Linked DNA regions of Mus musculus: region 2 is linked to region 1. A link is a contact called in public Hi-C data. All regions are on one chromosome and are shown on one strand. The core of a region is the stretch at or near the end of the contact, and the rest is flanking DNA. Distances in the headings are between cores, read along the strand shown.

What was found. Hi-C and Micro-C count contacts between places; a contact is called where the count stands out from the background.
Region 2: a Hi-C map of Th17 cells shows a contact between it and region 1, with 4 times the contacts expected there. The contact joins the enhancer-like site here to the promoter of Mcoln3 in region 1. A contact is called at or near these places in 13 of 39 promoter capture datasets (the 3T3-L1 cell line, 3T3-L1-derived adipocytes, the HPC-7 cell line and 8 more), 2 of 15 datasets of contacts at CTCF or cohesin (the NIH/3T3 cell line and large pre-B cells), 38 of 484 Hi-C or Micro-C datasets (8-cell embryo, B cells, the Ba/F3 cell line and 27 more), 2 of 115 datasets of contacts at active chromatin or transcription factors (embryonic stem cells and intestinal villus epithelium) and 4 of 9 other capture datasets (adipose tissue, embryonic stem cells, liver and 1 more).

The regions. Positions count from the first base shown.
Region 1 is chr3:146,118,958-146,125,253 of GRCm38.p6, forward strand. Mcoln3 (mucolipin 3) reads left to right here and starts at 2,834. Exons shown (of 12, transcript NM_134160.1): 1 at 2,834-3,063; 2 at 5,788-5,955. The coding sequence starts at 2,836.
Region 2 is chr3:146,173,901-146,180,196 of GRCm38.p6, forward strand. Mcoln2 (mucolipin 2) reads left to right here. Exons shown (of 14, transcript NM_026656.5): 5 at 1,557-1,641; 6 at 1,757-1,853; 7 at 2,611-2,710; 8 at 6,259-6,296. Among named protein-coding and RNA genes, the nearest start is that of Mcoln2, 27 kb to the left of the region's middle. Within about 2 kb of position 3,966, at least 94 of the 459 cell types and tissues checked have an H3K27ac peak or open chromatin away from gene starts, as enhancers often do. A contact at or near this core is called in B cells, the C2C12 cell line, CD8 T cells and 8 more, where this site is marked.

The DNA.
Region 1 (6,296 bases), core at 1,584-4,083:
GGTTTCTATTGCTGTGATAAAACACATGACCAAAAGCAACTGGGCAGGAACGTTTATTTCAGTTTGTAATGTTCAGGTCACAGTCCATCACTAGGAAGTCAGGACAGGGGCACAGGACAGGCACCTGACAAGCCAGGCTCTGAAGCAGAAGCCACGAAGAAACGGTGCTTGCTGGCTTGCCCCTTAGGGCTTGCTCAGCTTGCTGTCTTATTCTACTTAAGCCCACCTACCCAGGGATGGCTCCACTACCTACAGTGGGCTGAGCCCTCCCACATTAACCTTAATCAAGGGAAGGCCCTACAAATTTGCCCACAGGTCAACCTTACAGAGATCTTTTCTCAGTTAAGAGTCCCTCTTCCAAGATGTGTCTAGTTTGTGTCAAGTTGACAAAAACCAAACCAGCACAAAGTCTCAAACATAGCCTCCTCAAATACTGTCTCTAATATCCCACTACTTTATTTTAGTTCGTGTGAGACAAGCTCTCTGTTCCTCGGTCATATACCTAGCCTTTCAGGTTCTATTCTTGATAGAGATAAGACGTTGAACAAACCCCCTGAGAATTAATGGCTTTTCCCCCTTTCCTTTATGCCTTTCCCTTAAGGAGATTTGAGATGCACTTCGGAACCAGGACCATTAATGTCCGCCATGACAATTTTATTTGGAAGGAACCCAGTGCATTTTTTACATAGTAACATGCGTTGTGCATTATTTTCTTCACTCAGCAGTGGTCTTATTAATCTTTTTATTAATCAGGAATTTAGAATGTCTCCCATGGCTGACTTTTATAGCCCAGATCTACATTTCAGGAATGCTGGGTTTGCCGAGAATGTGGCAATCTATATCAAATGTGTGATTCTGGACTTGGAAAGCTGTAGATACGATTTCTCAGATGTTGTATAATTGTAGGCTAAATTCTTCTCCCTTTGCTGTTGAGTATAATTCTTTATGAAAACATTAAACTCAGGAGGGCTTTCCTGTGTGTGTGGAAGGACTGACTCTATTGTCTTGGTGAGTGTGGGGTATTTTATTTAACTGGGTTTCCATATTATCAATGCTAGCCTAAGGGAAACTCCTGGATAACTGCCACTCTCTGGAGAGACTTCTTCCTTAGTCTGAAAAAGCCTACTATTTGGTATACCCCTTTCAAAGAGGTATTCCAAATAGTAGGGACACGTGCCTCAAAGGGTGAAATGTGTTAGTAAGTATAAGGAAGTTCAAGTGGGGGGGGTCACTTGGGAACTGGACTGCAGTTGAGAGCCTGCCCTCGATGATGTAGCAGAGTCCAGTTCTGGAGGCTCGGTCACACTGCCCCTCCACGTAACAGTGGTATCAGAAAGCATTCCTGACCACTGAAGGGAGAGGGTGAGGCTGCCAGCTTACACTCTACACAAAGGCCTTATTTGTATTTGGTTGAATGTTTCTTACAGTCTTATGAGGATAGATATTATTACCATTTTGCAGGACTGAGGCTCGATGTAGGCTGAGTGAGATGATTCAAGTCATCGATGTATCAAGATCCAAACTGGTTCTTGGTTCTGTATAAAACCTACTTATGGATTAATAAGTACATGGAAGTTTTTGTTTCTCCCATGAGAAGGAGTTGAATGACCATATCCACATAAAAATCTGCATATCATTTCAGGGTCTGTTTACTCTCTGAAGTCCTTTCTCAACCTCTCAGGCCTCCGATCTTGGCCGTGACTGTATCTGTTACCCATTGAGCTGGAAAGCACACATATATTGTATACAGCTGTATGTGTAAACATGTCTTTTTTTTTTTTTTTTTTTTTTTTTTTTTTACTGATTGGAGCAGTCCTTGGATTTGTTAACTTTCACCTAGGTGAGAATTCACTTAAGTAGTCGAAACAAGTGAGGAACTGACCCTCTGTCCTAGTCTGTGCCTACCTAGTATGGTATAGGAATACAGGACACCCTATGTATGGACACTGGAGCAGCCATGCAGGGTTTCTTGGGCATAGTAACTAACAGCCCATAAAGTAGTTTTTATGTCTAGGGAGCACAGCTGGGCCTCGGTCACCTGCAGCAATCTAAGGAGCACTCATAATCTTTCAGGGACTTCCATTCCGGTAAAAACGAGATCCGTAGACTTAAATACAGAAAAAGAATTCCGAGACTAGTCAACATGAGGTAGAGGTTAGGTTTATTAATGATGTTTAAACACAGTTTCTGAGCATGAGGGTTAAAAGAGAAAGAGAGGGGACCCAGGAGAAAGAATAATACATTCTCATGTGTGGGCATGGACTTCTCAAGAGAGGGACCTGAGTACCCGCCTAGTGCCTTAGTATTAGCTTCAGGTACCAGCTTGGTGGATTTCAAGTCACATTGCAAAGCGCTGCTAAGAAACTTCTTTTTCTCTCATCTGATAAGGACGATGCTAGATGGCTCCAGAGATATCTTAGATGGAATTATAATCTAATTAAGCAAAACCAACAGCCACCACGGGTTGCCCAAGGGGTTCGTAACACGGCCTTTTCCGTTAAGAGGATTTCCTAGTCAGACTTCTAGAAAACAGCAGGTTGGAAAGGGAGAAAGGCCTTAAGCAAAGGTTAATTGTGGCTGAATATTTAATTCTCTGCTGGTGAGAGGCTTGAACCGCAGACTCTGCCAGCGCGAAACGAAGAGCGCATCACATTCTTTTCTCCTGCCCCGCCCCCACCCACCCTCCCATTCCCCACCTCCCCACTTCCTCCTGTCTTTCTGCTCTACCTCGCGGTCTGTGACCCTTTGTTCAGGCTTCTGAGCCTCTGCAGTAGCAAACACCGCGGGCCTGGGCCTCTCCCAGCTGAGTGGAAGTGTTTGCTTCCTTCCCTAGAGATGGCAAATCCCGAGGTGCTGGTTAGCAGCTGCAGAGCTCGCCAAGATGAAAGCCCCTGCACTTTCCACCCGAGCTCGTCCCCGTCAGAGCAGCTTCTCTTAGAAGACCAGATGAGGCGGAAACTCAAGTTCTTTTTTATGAATCCTTGTGAGAAGTTCTGGGCTCGGGGTAGGAAGCCATGGAAACTTGCCATACAGATTCTGAAAATCGCGATGGTGACTATCCAGGTAAGCATCCTCCTGCAGGAGTTAGGCGGAGCCTCTTTGCATAGCAGAGAAGGTGGCACTGGTTCCTCAAACAACTTTTAACTGCACCTGTAAGGACAGACAATAAATAAAGATTTAAAAATTTAAACCCTTCTCCCTTCGACTTTGTTTCTTTGTTTGTCCTCTCTTTCTTTCTCTTGATTCTTTTTTTTAAAAGTTTTTTTTTTTTTGGAGACAGGCTCACTATTTAGGCCCAATTGGCCCTGAACTTCCATGTAGACCAGACAGGCCTTGAATTCACAAGAGACCTCCGTCTTCCCAGTGTTGGTAAAGTGTGTACCACGACACCCAGCTCTTTCTCATTTTTTTTTATTATGATAATTTTAATGCCATAGTATTTTTCAGGAATAAACATTTTTAGCAGTTGGATCCTCATGAAGGCCTTTCTTGAGAGTTATCTACATCTCTCACAGATATCATCTGATTCCCAACATGAGTTCTTTCTTTTATTCCTAATATGGTGGGCATTTCTTTCTCTAGAAACTGCATGGTGTTTTGCCACAGGCAACTTCTTGGATTCCTTAGACTCCATGATTCCTCCAGCCCCAATCCTGAAAACCGTGGTGCAGAAGATTACGGGGTTGGCAGCAGGGGCCGTGCATCGCCTGTGGAATGTGCGCCTTCATTTTCGTTAGAAAGGAAAATCTCAGTCTGCCTTCCATAACTTCTTTACATATTTTTGAGGAATCATGTTTTTGTGAGAGTTGCCCACGCTGGTGGTGTTTATTATTAAAACATGTTTGGGGCTGACAAGGTGGCTGTGCTGGTAAAGGGTGCTTGCCACCAAGCCTGGCAACCTGTGTGTGATTTCTAGAACCCACATGGTAGAAGGTGTGAGCTGACTCTTGCCAATTGTCCTCTGACCTCTGTACACGTGTGTAATCGCAAAGAAAAAAAAAGGGTAAAAAAAAGTTTCTTTTTCTGCTGGTGAGAGGAAATACCTCTTGTAAAAAGCAGAAAGGAAAAAATGAAGACAAGGTTTAGATTTGCATATTTATTTTCCATTCTTGGTGAACACCTGCTATTGAAAGAGAGGGTATTTTTTGTTTTTGTTTTTTAATATTGAGATTGATAATCTTAATTGCTTACTGGAAGCAAGCACTTAGGACTAGCAGACCAAGGCAGTTTCTAGAGTCATCTGAAGTTGGTAGAATTCTTATCTGAACTGGGGTAACCCCTCATCCCAGTAGAGCAGTTCATGTCATTGTGACCACCCTCCCACTGGGGAAATCCCAGTCTCCGCCTTACAGAGTGGGACACGGATGCTTACGGGTTTAAAAGGCTGCGTGGCTCATACATAGTAACATGGAAGCAGGCACAGTTTTTCTTTAATATATCACCAAGAAAACATGCTCGATTCCCAGTAAATACTTGGCAACCCGCACTTGAAATCCTTAATTTCCAGGTGATAATGCAATATGTCACAGCACTGAAAAGCTTATTTGTGCCATTTCAATGGCGGAGCCTGTATCAGCTGGGCAAGAATGCTATTTACTTAGAGTAATACTAGGGCACACTTGGGCGGTGGCTGTGTGCCAAGCTCAGCGCTTTATACATGTGTTCATGCTCACGTCTTAACTAGACCTGAGCGGTGCATCTCTGCCTCGGGCAGTGAACAGGCTTAGTGTGCATCCCTGTGGGATACAGGAGACCAGAGCAGAGAAAGTGATGCACACATTCGGAGCTGCACACTCTCAGGCTGGTGTCCTGAATTACTCCTCGTCTTTTAGAGGAATCATCTGATCTCCCAATAGTTACTCGAGTGGTCCAGGGGAAAGTTAGTCGGTTTAAGCCTTTTGGTAAGAAACACACAAAGGTGTTTAAGTAAGTGTTTAAAAAGGGACATATAGTTTGTTTTGGAGATGAGATCTCAATCTATTGCCAGGGCTAGTTTGGAAATCACTATGAAGGTTAGACTGGCTGCCAATTCAGTGCAGTCATACTGCCTTAGACTCCTAAGTGCTGGAATTACAGGCAGGACAGGCTGGAGCCTTCACCCCCCCTCTCTCCCCCTCTCCCTCTCTCTCTCCCCCTCTCCCTCTCTCCCTCTCTCTCTCTCTCTCTCCCTCTCTCTCTCCCCTTCTCCCTCTCTCTCTCTCCCTCTCTCTCTCTCCCTCTCTCTCTCTCCCCCTCTCCCTCTCTCTCCCTCTCTCTCTCTCTCCCCCCCTCTCTCTCTCACATACATACAACACACACACACACACACACACACACACACACACACAGTGTGTATCTCTGTGTGTCCATCTTTGTGTAAGCGGTGTGTGTGTGTGTGTGTGTGTGTGTGTGTGCGCACGCACGCGCGTGTGCACACACGTGAGCTCGTGGACATACAAATGACATGCATGTGGAGATCTGAGGACAGCCAAGTCTCCTTTACCTTCTAACAGGATCTGCCGTTCCCCACTGTGTACACCAGGCTACCTAGTGGGCTTCTGGATATCTTCTCTCCTGTGTCCCCATAGTCATACTGGACTGCTGGCTTGTCTGTGGTTCTAGGGATTTGAACTCAGGTCCTCATACTTGTAAGAAAAGTGCTCTCATTCATGGAATCATCTCCCGGCCCCCAAGTCGAGAGCCTTCTGGGTATCCTGCCCAGTCCCTCACAGATGCTTGCCAGTCAGGCCTCTATTTCTTTTCTCTTCAAAGTTTTTCATCCTCACGGTATTTCTTTTCTTCTTTAAGCTGGTTCTGTTTGGACTAAGTAACCAGATGGTAGTAGCTTTCAAAGAGGAGAACACTATAGCCTTCAAACACCTCTTCCTAAAGGGCTACATGGATCGAATGGACGACACCTATGCAGTGTACACTCAGAGTGAAGTGTATGACCAGATCATCTTTGCAGTGACCCAGGTAAGTCAACTGTGCTTCACGTGTTGATTTTGTCTGTCTGTTTTAGGTATCAAGGGTTAAACTCTGGGCCTTACACGAGCTAGGCAAGTGTTTTAATAGTGAGATATCCAGACAGTGTGTGCATTCTTGGGAGAAAGAACAGGCTGGAGAAATGGACTATATAGAAACCCACACTCAAGCACGTGTGCTCGTGAGCATGCAAATGACATGCATGTCATTTCTGCTTGGAGATAACTTATGAATAAACTATTTAAATACAGTTTAAGGGCTGAAGGGATGGCTTAGCAGTTAAGAGCACTTGTTGCTCTTTGAGAGGACTTGAGTTTGCTTCTCAGCATCTT
Region 2 (6,296 bases), core at 2,716-5,215, 56 kb after region 1:
ATGAAGATTTCAAAAGTTATCTGATACTTAATTTTCTTGCATATATTAGAGAAAGCCTACTAATGAGGTAAATGCGGGTTGATTTTACACAACGCTGGCGCCTCCAGACAGTGTAAACCTGATGACATTCGACTCACTTGGGATGTGGTTGTGGTTAAGGAGATGTTGTCCTATCTCAGCCGCTCACAAACGTGACATTCCCTTGGCTACATAGTAAATCAGACTCCAGTGTTCCAATCCAAACAACGCCCATCTTGCCAGCCACCCATTGGGCTGAAGCTCCACTCGCAAAACTGCTGGGTAGACCAAGTGGAGTTTTGGTTTTCGTTTATCGACGCACACTTATCTGTGAGTTGGATCTGAGGCTAGCCCAGCAAATGAGCTGGCTACATAGGCAGTCGTTGGCATTGAGCACATGGGAGGATTATTCTCTCAGTAGCTCAGGGGAAAGTCAAGGAGCTTCCTCCGGTGTGTAAGATTAACCCATGCGTGGTTACTCATTAGCAGGCTTCTGCCAATGTATGCAAGAAAAGGAACCTAAAATCAAGAAGAAGAAGGGTCAGTCTCGGCTCCGGATGGAGAGGCAAGAATGGGTGGGTCTAAATCTTGATAGACAGCAAATGCTTGTGCAACCATACGAAAGTTTCTTGACTTCTGTGCTTTGGTTTATTTACCTATAACATGCCATCAGTTTGCATTGAGGATTAAAGAGCACAATTCATTAACCAGATAACATACGTGGCCACAGCACTTTGCCTGTAACACGCTGTTTCATGGAATCGTCTGTTCAGTTCTGTGCCCTGTGTTTGGCCCAGCATAGCACATTTTTATTAAGCCCGTTATACTTAAAGTATGACTTAAGCTAGGAGTTCATGTTATGAGAGCAGAGAGATCCAGAGAACCCATGGGAAGCCAGCTTGCTCTAGGTCCAGACCTCTCCATACTAGAGACAGCAGAGCAGAGCAGCGTGGATGTCACACAGTTCCACGACCAGGTCTCCATGACCTTGCTAGTGCTTACCTCTGGATCTCCTCGTTGTCCTGTGAAGCAATGATACAGGGCCACGCTGTTCAGAGGCTAATCTTTATGGGTGGGCTCTGTAGTCCTGCCTGGCTTGGAACTTGCTATGTGAACCAAGACAAGGCTAACCTGGAACTCACAGAGTTCCTGCCCCTCTCTCCCGAACGCCTCCATCTGTTCTCTCCTGAACGCTACAATATAGAGGAGAAGAACTTCCTCTGCCGGGCATTTTTGTTTAATCACAACTGCAGCTGGGGAAGAAACATTGTATCCCAGAGCATCGTAGCAGGAGGCATCTGAAGCCTGCTTCTGTTCGAGACTGACAATGTTAACGTGGTCCCTGGGTGAAAGCGGCACCTGCCGGCTTCTCTACTGAAGGGTGACCGTGCTCCATGTGGTAATTAGTTGATATTTTCTGACAGCCGTTTTGAGGCGTTCCTAGGGTCCTGCTTCTCATCACATGGCTGCTGGACTCATTTCAGCATCAGACTCTGGCCAGGAGTGACCATTCCCTGTCTGTCTGTCCGTTGCTCTAGACTGCATTCACCTGGACCTTCAGGTGCTCACCACGGAACCCGAGGACTGGGCACAGACATCTTTCTTCAGGCTGGATTTTTATCGGTAAACACAATGTCAAGTCTCAATACCCAGGAGAGGAGGCCTGGGGCGGTGGGCGGGGGCACGGACACTAGGATAGTGACGCTGACAGTTGTACCTTTTACTGTATTTTATTTAGGCTCGTGCAAGTTGATATCTCCTTTGCCCTCAAAGGAATTGACCTACAGGCAGTTCATTCCCGAGAGATACCGGACTGTTACCTCTTTCAGAATACGGCAAGTGTTTTTGTGTGATGTCAGCCTCTGTTTCACTCCCTGCAACTTTGTAGTGGAGGGTAAGCCCTTCAGCTACAGATGTTAGATACTGTTGTACTGGAAACTGCTTCAGTGATGGTGTGGTACCCATCTAGAGACTGTTCCCTGTGAAGATGGATCCAACCCTTTCCAACTCTCTAAAACCCTATTCTTGGGCTGGGAAGGTGGCTTGATACATAAAACATGGGGATATGAGTTCAAATCCCCAGCACCCACAGAAAACTTTCATCCTTTATGCTATAGTTTTTTAATCATTAAAAAATATATAACTAAATTCTCCCAGTTAGCTTCGGCTGTCAGCCTGACATAGCCCATGGTGTCCTGAGGGTGTGTCCACTGAAGGACTACCCAGATCAGACTGGCCAGTGAACATCTCAGTGGGGCATCTTCTTGGCTACTGATTGATGCAGGAGAGGCTCTTCTATCCTTGGACAATGGGTCCTGGGCTGGACCAAGAAGCAGGCTGAATGAAAGCTGTCAGCAAGCCAGTAAGCAGGACTTCCTCTGGGGCGTGTTCTCCAGTTCCTGCTGGAGTTGACCAGAGTTTTACCACAGTAACAGCAGCTGGACCAGAACCCACGTGCAGAGGCATTTTCATCCCTGTGATCTCTGTATCAGAGTTCTATCTGGGTACTGATGACTTTTGTAAGTAGTTGACCTGACAACCCCCACCCCACCCCGCCTCGTTGGACTATAACCTCTTTGTTTCTGTCTCTAGATTACCTTCGACAACACAGCCCACAGTGGGAAAATCAAAATCTATCTCAACAGCGAGGCCAACATCGAAGAGTGTAAAAACATGAACATATCTGGGTCTAGTAAGTGTACCGTTCAGCCTGTTGTCTGTGGGTTAGAGGAGGTTTGGGGGGCTTAGGGAACCCACGTGATTCGTATGGAAGGTGGTGGGGAAAACGTTTCAGAAAAACAGTTCAAACGCTAGTCCTGAGCGAGTGGTCCAAGTCAGCAAGTGTTTATTGTTTCTTGAGTCAGTGGTTTACGCAGTTCGCCTTTGCAGCAAGATGGCCTGGGTTTGCATTCTGGTTCTGTGAGCCACGGCTGGAGGCTTGGACCTATTGCTTGGCCTCTCTGTCTTAGCAGTTTTCTCTACAAAGCAAGAGCAATGGCTGTACTTATTGAGGGGGTTGGTGCCGAATGCTGGGAGCAGAAGTCATCAGAGTTGCTCCGCAACTCATCAGCGAGGAGAGGCCTTAGGGAGGGACATCTATGTGACCAGATCCTTGGGGTGCTATGGGTAGCCATAGCCAGGGAAGTATGGAAGGTCTGAGTAGGAAGGGAAATGATCATTTTGACCGAGCTCAGTGGGAATCCTGAATTCTCGGAGGAGGTATGTTCTGATCCAAGCCTTGGACAAAGGAGAAGAGTGGAGACCTCAGGGTGCATCTTGAATAAACACGGGGACATCTCCTCCGTCACCCGATGGTCCACATGCTTAAATAGCCTTGTTGAGCTAGCGATGACATCATGTACTGTAATCTCAGCTATGCAGGAAGAAACTGGGAGATTTTGACTTCAAGACCAGCCTAAACCACTTTGTGGGGGAGGGTGTTCCTGTCTCAAAAGAGGAGTGTAAGATATGTGCATCCTGCTTTGATTATTAGTGGTCAGGGCGATGTCTCTGAGTGTGGTGAACTGGCAAGCTCCGTTTACACGAACTCACTTGGGCCAGATGACCAGAAAGACAAATATGAGTCACGTGGTTTTTTATTCCAACAGGTGACTCATTCCTTTTCAGCTGTACAACGGCTGATGATTTCGAAGTTTTCTCTTTTTTTTTCTAGCTTTGGTTTCAGTCATTCCTCTAAAGGAAGCACACAGATTGGGTTCCTGATAAAATGGATTTTCTATTTCGCAGCAGATACTCAAAGACCAGCACCATCAAGGCAGTCCTCAGGTCCAAGTAAAGGCTGAAGCTATGTCTTGGTGGTGTGGGGGAACGTAACCTTTGCCATATATAAACTGTGATTTGCAATAGTCACTGTGAGACTGGACGTGTGCCTCATGGCTCCCCAATGATCCTCTCACCACGCATGCCAGAACGGAAGAGCTCTTGCTCCCCCCTGTGGCCAACAGAGAGAAGCAGACCTAAAATGTGATTCTTACGGCCATGTCTTAGAAACTCGACCTTATCACTAGGAAGACATGAATTTAAAATAAATCAAGGGGTTTTAAAAATCATTAAAAATATGAGGTTTAGAAACCAGTTTAGAAGATGGGTTGTGCTGCCTCTTCCATTTGAAGCCGTGGACTGAGAAGCTCTGCCTAAGAGAGGCCAGAGGCGCCACCTGGTGGGCACTGGCCGCTGTTGTCCAAGTATTCTGATGCTCTCTTCTCACCCAGCTTCCCAGCTGCTGCTTGCTTCCTCTTGGCGTTATCTACAATTATCCACATCTCCTCAAAGCAAAAACCGGTAATGTCCACGTTCACAGACATCTGCTTCCCAAGGAGCCTTCTCTGAGTGCGCTTCTGCTCTCCAGAACTTATATTTTATATACTATAGTTTATAGCCAGCCACACGAGGCTTTAGAAGAATGGGGTGGGCAGGGCTCCCTCTGATGGAGATGTAATGGTATATATTTATTGCAGAGCTGACAGTTAGTAAGCTTGGATAGCCCGAGTCAGAGTTCCTTAGGCAGATGGTGGGAGAGCGTCTGTGCACATCAGGTATCTGGGAGGGTGGAGTGAGTGGGGTGTGCCATTACTCAGAGTGGCAGGACATATTTCTGAACCAGTGTTTTCCAAACTCAGATTTGGAAGAGCTTTCTGAAATGCAATATGGCTTCAGTGGGGTAAGCAATCTATGGCTGCTGGATGTTCCCAACACTTGGGAAGCTGAGGCAGGAGAATTCCCACTACTTCACATTCAGCATAGGTTGCTGTGTTCGTTACTTTTTTGTTGTTGCTGAGATAAAACACCATGACCAAGGTGACCTAGAGAAGGAAGAATTTATTGGGGCTTACAGGATGAAAGTCCATCATGACAGGTAGACGTGGCAGCAGACCATAGACATGGAGACCTAAGCTGAGGGCTCACACCTTAACCTACAACCAAGAAGCAGAGAGAGGAGGAGTCGGGGGAGAAGGTGGTGGAGGGGAAAAGAGGGAGGCTGTGAGATGATGTCTTCTAGGCAAGCCACAGCCATTTCAAACACATTTCGTCCTCAGACTCAGCAGTTTCGAGTCAAAGGCCTTCCCTGGGAATGCATAAGACCAGGCGGGTCGACAGTCAGACAAGAGTGGAGGAGGGGCTCAGGGGACCTACGGCACACTGAGGAGCTGTACGCAACACAGATTCAGTGAGGCAGAAACCACTGCGTTCTGGTGGCTTCCCGTTCGTGACCCCACCAGGCTCCAACCCTCCGGGCTCCGACACAATGTTCTGGCCAACGGTCACACAGATGGGTCACAAACCAGATCACGAATCTGAGTGGGGGGGGGACTAGGTATTGATAAGAAAGAGAGAGAGAGATGAGAGGACAGGGCATGAGGTTAGAGTACGTTATATAAACATATCAAGCTGTCAAGCAGCAGAATTAATCAATAAAAAGAAAAATCTGAAACTTGACCCCTAAAACAAATCATGTGAGCAGGTGTGTGTGAAGTACGGCTCTGGCCAAATGCAAGTGTGTGTGGCTTGTGGATGGTCCCCTAGGCAGGAACAGAGACAAGGGAGACCGATCCAGTCATAGTGAGGCCGGGGAGAGCAGCAGCCACAATGTGGGGCCATGTAGTCTAAGAGCAGCTACACTTACAGATCAGCCTCTCTTGTCCCGTCCCCCCCGCAACCCCCACCCCCGCACTGTACGTTCCAAACACTCATTCGCTCGCTCGCTCACTCACTCACTCACTCCTCAGTCCCTGAGTTCCTTTCTTGGTGTTGACACACAGGAAAGGCATCTCAGACTGGCTTCTGGCAGGACGGTGTACCTTGAAACAGAGGAGCACAAGTGGGACCTCTCAGTGTGGCATTTAACTTTGCTCTCTTAATTGATAAGGGGAACTCATTGTCTGTGTTGCTGTGTGAAGCAACGCAGGCCATGGTGGCCTCTTCTGAATGGAGCCCAACGGGATTGCATTCTGTTGGATTCTGTTCTGCAGTAAATATTTATAAAGAGCTTAAGTGCGTTGATTAACACCGCCTACGTTTGTAAGTGCACGGCCCTTCCCTCCAGGGTGTGTTGGCTTGTCTGTGGAGTGCGGTATGCTGTTGCTTCTGATGGTTGCCGCTTTAACAAGAGAAAGGGGTCTTTCCCTTGAATTTCCCTTCAGACTACCATTTGCTGAAAAGACTACTCTCCACAATGTGTGCGAGGCGTACTTCCCATTTGTACTCTGCCTTGCTCTGCAGCTCAGAGAAGCACTCACTACCTCCTGGTGTTTGATGTG